Regions from separate parts of the Callithrix jacchus genome. Here region 2 is linked to region 1. The links are chromatin contacts, called in public Hi-C maps. All regions are on one chromosome and are shown on one strand. Each heading gives the region's core, a stretch centred on a gene start, on an enhancer-like site or on the middle of the called end of the contact. The rest is flanking DNA. Distances are from core to core; before and after follow the strand shown.

What was found. Hi-C and Micro-C count contacts between places; a contact is called where the count stands out from the background.
Region 2: a Hi-C map of skeletal muscle shows a contact between it and region 1, with 5 times the contacts expected there. The contact joins the promoter of MORN1 here to the promoter of FAAP20 in region 1. A contact is called at or near these places in 2 of 3 Hi-C or Micro-C datasets (both in skeletal muscle).

What each region holds. Positions count from the first base shown.
Region 1 is chr7:40,248,170-40,250,869 of calJac240_pri, forward strand. It overlaps FAAP20 (FA core complex associated protein 20), which reads right to left and starts at 1,414. Exons shown (of 4, transcript XM_078330083.1): 1 at 1,335-1,414; 2 at 664-799; 3 at 306-577. The coding sequence starts at 1,396.
Region 2 is chr7:40,430,722-40,433,421 of calJac240_pri, forward strand. MORN1 (MORN repeat containing 1) reads right to left here and starts at 1,439. Exons shown (of 14, transcript XM_035307449.2): 1 at 1,341-1,439. The coding sequence starts at 1,416. RER1 (retention in endoplasmic reticulum sorting receptor 1) reads left to right here and starts at 825. Exons shown (of 7, transcript XM_009000278.5): 1 at 825-1,176. The coding sequence starts at 1,025.

The sequences.
Region 1 (2,700 bases), core at 164-2,663:
TGGGCATGCTGGCACCACCAGCTGCCAGGACACCCAGGTGGACTGGGGGCCAGTGCTCCTGCCTTTCTCCCGTACCGTCTGAGGGCCCCCAGCCTGCCCTGGCCCCAGAGCACAGACAGCAGGTGGACCCCAGACCCGTGACAGAGAGCCATGGGACATGTCAGGTCACGGCACCAGGCCACCTTGCCAGGTGTGAAAGGGCTTTAAAAGCCAGCACTGAGCTCAGCCACCTCTTGGCCTTCCAAAGGGCTGTGGTTTCCAAACGGTAATGGGTAACCCGCCAGGCTCAGGGGTGGCTCACTCACCCGGGGGCGAACTCCTTCTGGCACATAGGGCAGCTGTGCAGGACTGTGGCACCCTCCACAGATGGCTTCGGCTCCACACTGGGTGCCCTGCACAGATCAGGTGTCGGGTGCTGGGGAGGGGACCTGTCAGGAGATTCCAGGTGCCCTCCTGCCCTGCGAAGCAGCCGGTAGGAGCAGCCAGGGCCCCACAGGTTCGGTGGAAAGGGCGTCCAAGAGAAGGTCTTGGGTCCCACAGTGAACACTTCAGTGGGTCCCGGGCTGCAGCTGCGCTCCTGCAACAGAGCGGTTGGGTCTTGCCCCAGCGGTGGCCCCCACCCTGGAAACCCCTCCGCCACTCCGATGGGCCTGGTGGACACACCTGTCCAGGGAAGGCGGGCAGTGGAGGCAGCTCCTCATCCAGGCTCAGCTCTGGACTCACGGTGCGCAGCAGCTCGACCCAGAGCCGCTCCCGTTCGTCACCCCCCAGGAGAAACCAGGGACGGTCGCCAGAAGGCCTGGGGCGGACAGAAAAGGGAGATGGGGGTAGTCAGCAGGGGAAATGCTATGGTGGGGGAGGCCGGGGAGGGCCTGTAGCAGAGAGCGGGGAGATAGGGGGCACTAGAGGGAGATTCCATGGTGGGGAGACAGCGGGCAGGGTTGGGGGAGGGCCTGCTAGAGCAGACAGTGAAAAGATGAGAGGTAATGGGGTCGGGGGAGCGGTGGAGGGGTGGATATGTGGGGGTCCTCGGCAGGATGAGACGATGCTGGGGGAGACTGCGAAGGGCCTGGGGAAGATAGAGGGGGAAGGTAGAGGGGGAGATGGGGGCCCTCGGTGGGGACGCGATGATGGGGCAGGGCCTGGGGCGGCGCGGGGGAACCTCGGGGTGGGGTGGGGGCTGGAGGCGGGAGCTGAATGGCGGGGCGGAGTGGCGGAGGACCCGGGGCGGGAGCCTTCCCCACCGGGAGAAGATAGTGGGAGGCCCGCGGGGGCTCCGGGAAGCACGCGGGAGTGGGAAAACCGGCCGCGCCCCCGCCCAGCCCCGGCCTCACCCGCCCGCCGGGGGCGGCTTCCGACGGCTCAGCCCCAGCCGCGGCCTCCGCGCCGCCTCCATCGGAGCTGCGCGCCGGACGGAAGTGAGCGCAGGCCCCGCCCCTGCCCGGCCTCCAGGCCTCGCCCCCGACTCTGCGGTGAGGTGTCCCCTCCGAGACAGTCGGAACCCCGGGGGCCCTGATCCCAGGCTGCAGGAAACCGAGGCCAGGGTTCCTTCGTCCAGCACCGCAGAAGGGGGCCTGGGGTGGGGCGGAGGCCCGGTGAGGGAGCCCTGCCCGTGCCCCGCCTTTCCGTCCAGGCAGCCCTGGGCCAGAGCCCCATCCGTTACCCCGACGGCCGTCCGGCCCGCCCGGGCCCTGCCTCCTCCCGGCTGCACCCCACAGCTCCCCGCCGTTTCCGGCTCTGCGGAGCCGCCTCCCCTTCCAGGACCACTCCAGGAGTAAATAAAGCTTGAAATCCGCCGTCGCCACCACCGTCGCTTTACAAAAGGCGGGGAGCTCAAGCTCCTTGGCCAAGAAACAAGAGGCGAAGTGACAAAGTCTAGGTGGCTCACTGGGGCCTCAAGGCCGAGCCAGGACTAGGACCCCGGGGGGCTTTCCTGCCTGGACCCTGGGCTCTGCGACCTCAAAGTCGGCCACTTGGTGGCAGCAGACGCTCAGGCACCCTCGTGCCACACCTGGCTGTGCTCAGGCCGCTTGCCTTTGCCTGGGCCCCACTGGGCCCTGGAGTGGCCACCCCCATCCCAGAAGGGCTGGAGTCTACAGGGATCAGGGTCAGGGGCCCTTGCCAGACACCACTCAGGGCTGTGGGACTCTGTGGCAGTTTCTGCCCTGCCCAGCCCCAGCAGTTTTGGGGCCATGCTGGGCACCCCTTCTGCAGGGCTCCCTAGCTGTTCCCACTCCCCACCAGGCCCTGTTCCCTCCCTCCAGAACTCAGCTGTGGGGCCAAGCCCTGAACCCAGGTCACGCAAGTGGCGCATGTCCTCCAAGTGGCCCTGGCCTGGAGGCCATGGGTGGGTGTTCAGGGCAGGGGTCAGGAGCAGGGCCTGGACTGACAGGGGGTCCCCACTCCCTCCATGAGTGGTTTTCTTCAGCATACATTTCTGTTCTAGATGCTGGAGGCTCCCAGCAGAACAAGACGGAGGCACCAACCCCCAGGCCCCGAAACATGGGCAAGCAAGTGGTGATGCAGTCCTGAGTGCTGCCTGGGGGTCTAGGGAGGCTGCTGCAGGCAGTGTGGTCTCAGGGGGCCCTGTGGGAGGTGCCTGGTGACTGGGCCTGCTCTCAGGCAGAGAAACCCAGCTGTGGAATCTCCACGGCTCCATGTTCACCACATGGCAGGTGCCAGCTGACCAAGCGCTCCCAA
Region 2 (2,700 bases), core at 189-2,688, 180 kb after region 1:
TTCGAGGGGTTGGTGCCCTTCACCTTCCACTGCCCAGAAACGCCCTGTGGGGTTCATGAGCTCTCCTGTCTACTGTCGGTCCATCCATTTGCTCATGTGTTTATGGGACAAGGATGAGCACCTACTTGGTGCAGAGAAGACAGGCCCAGCGAGAGGAGGGCTGGGTTGAAACAAGTGCAGGCCCTTGAGAGAGCAGAGGTGCTCAGGAGGGGGAGGTGGGGAGCCTTGTTGCAGAGGGGATGAGTGAGCCAGGGGAAGGCACAGGAGCAGAGTCAGTGAGGGCACACAGGGGAGGAGCAGGCCCTTCCATTCCCTGCTGTGACCCTTCAGGGGCCTCCTATCCTTAGGGGACAAAATCCACACTCATACCCAAGGAGGACCTGGCCAGCTTCATCTCTTTCCACTCAGTTGCTGAGTGTGCCAGCCAACTCCCGCAGTTCCTGGAAGGGGCAAGGCTCCCTCCCCACCAGCTTCCCAGGCACATTTTGGGGGCAGGGTTTATGGGAAAATGTCGGGGGGGAGGGCAGGGGGTTCCCACAGGCTCCTGTATATGCCGAAATCAGGAAGGTTCTACCTGAAGATACTAGGGTGAGCTCTGAGTTCATTTCAGACCCGTTTATTTGATTCTAGGAACAGTTCCTATCAAAAACTACTTTTTTTTTTTTTGAGACGGAGTCTTGCTCTGCCACCCAGGCTGGTGTGCAGTGGCTCGATTTCAGCTCACTGCAACCTTCGCCTCCTGGGTTCAAGCTATTTTCCGGCCTCAGCCTCCCGAGTAGCTCGAACTACAAGCGCCACCACGCCTGGCTAATTTTTGTATTTTTAGTAGAGACAGGGTTTCGCCATGTTGGCCAGGCTGGTCTCAAACTTCTGACTTCAGGTGATCCAAAGTGCCAGGAGTACAGCCAAAAACTGCTTTTGAAATGCATCCTCGAGTTTCTAGACAGCACCGGCCAGGAAGGAAGGAGGCTTGGTGCTGGTCCTGCGCCTGCCCTCTCCCCGCGTCCTGGGATTAGGGATTCTCATGGCAACACCGGGCCCGGTTGGCTGCGAGGCTGCAGCCCGAACCCGGCCTTCCCTGCTAGGAGCCCGCGGGGGGCGACCGCCTGCAGGGCTGGACCCGCTGCAGAAGGAGGGCTCGGGGAAGGGTGAGAGCCGGACCCGGGTAGGCGCCAGGTGAGTTCTGGATGGGAGTGGGGAACGCGGGGGTGGCCCCGGCTCCGCCGCTGCACTTGGACCTCCGTTTTCCGAAGTGAGCACTTGGGGGTCGAGGGCGTAGAGCGATCGCACCCCGAACGGAGCCCAGGACAGCGACCCGCCCTGTAGCCCGCAGTTGTTACCGTCCCGGGGCGGCCGCCTTGGCGGGTCCCTGCGCGGCCCGTGGGAACTCTGGGTGCCCTCGCCGGCTGCCGCCATCTTGCTGCCGGGGTTTCCTTAACGACCAGCAACGCACGCTTCCATTGGTCTTTGTCGCAAGGGGGTGTGGCCACGGGCCGAGTCCCTGGGCTCGCGCAATCTCTGGAGTGAAACTAGCGGGACCCGGAGCCAGAGGACGCAGCTGTGCCTGTGCACGCGGTGCGTTTCCGCCGCTGTTGCGTCTTCCGCCGAGAGGCACGCCCGCCAACGGCTTGCGCCTCTGCGCCGGAAGCGGAAATGGTTGGAGCCTTCGGCCCCGCCCCCGCGCCATCTTGGGGGCCCTGGAGGCGGTGCCGTGCAGGACGGAGCGGAAGTGCTCGCTGCAGCTTCCCGGAGCCCGAGTGCAGCGCCGGCGGCCGCCCCTGCCCCGCCGTCCTCCTTCCCGCGGCCGTGAGGGAGACCGCGGCTCGGCCGCAGCGGAGCTGCGAGGTGCCGGGAAGGGCTGCGTGGCGCGGGAACGGCCGGGCAGCGCCGCCTCCTCTCTTTCCGGGCTGTCAAGGCCGCGGGCGGGCGGGGCCGCGCTGAGGCCCGGGCGGGGAGGGCCGTCGGGGCCCGAGTGGCCGCGGGGAGCCTGTCCCCGACCCGCGGCCCTGGGGGGTATGGGTCGCGCCTCGGGGCGGGCCCGGGAAGAGGGGCCTGGGGGGTGGCGGCGGAGAGGGGTCCGGAGGTGCAGGCCGAGTCCTCGGGTCTGCGAGGGGTGGGGTGGCGGGAGAGGGGCCAGGCGGGGATTGCTGCCCTCCCCACCCGGGCCGGGTCTCGTCCGATTCTCCTGCCGGGCATCTGGGCAAGCGGACAGTTGCCGATCCGCAGCTGTCTGCGTTGGGCTGGATTCGAGTGCGGATGTGCCCCCTCCCCATCCGGCGTCCAGGTCAGAGCAAATCTTGTAGGACTTAGTGTTAAGCCCTGGGGCGAAGGCGTCCCTGACGGGCTGAAGGGAAACTGGCCACATCGGTTTCGATTGTGTTCGAAATAGGCAATAAAGTCATAAATGCTCTCGGCTGACTTCGTACTGGTGTGTGGTCCCACTGATAAGTCACCGTGCGTCCCTGCCAGGCGTCCCTCCGCGCAGAAGCCTGCTTTCAGCCTCAGTACCTTCAGGGGGCTTTTCCCGCTTTCTCCTTATGAAGCGTAAGGACTGGCTGGTAGTCTCGGAAGCACTTTATTCTTCGTTGGGTTGACGTTTCCTAGTAAGATGCAGTTATCCCCTAAGTAGATGAAGGGTCCTCAGTAATTCAGACTCTCACTTGGCTTCTGCCCTGTGCCCGAGGTGACCGCGGTTACAGT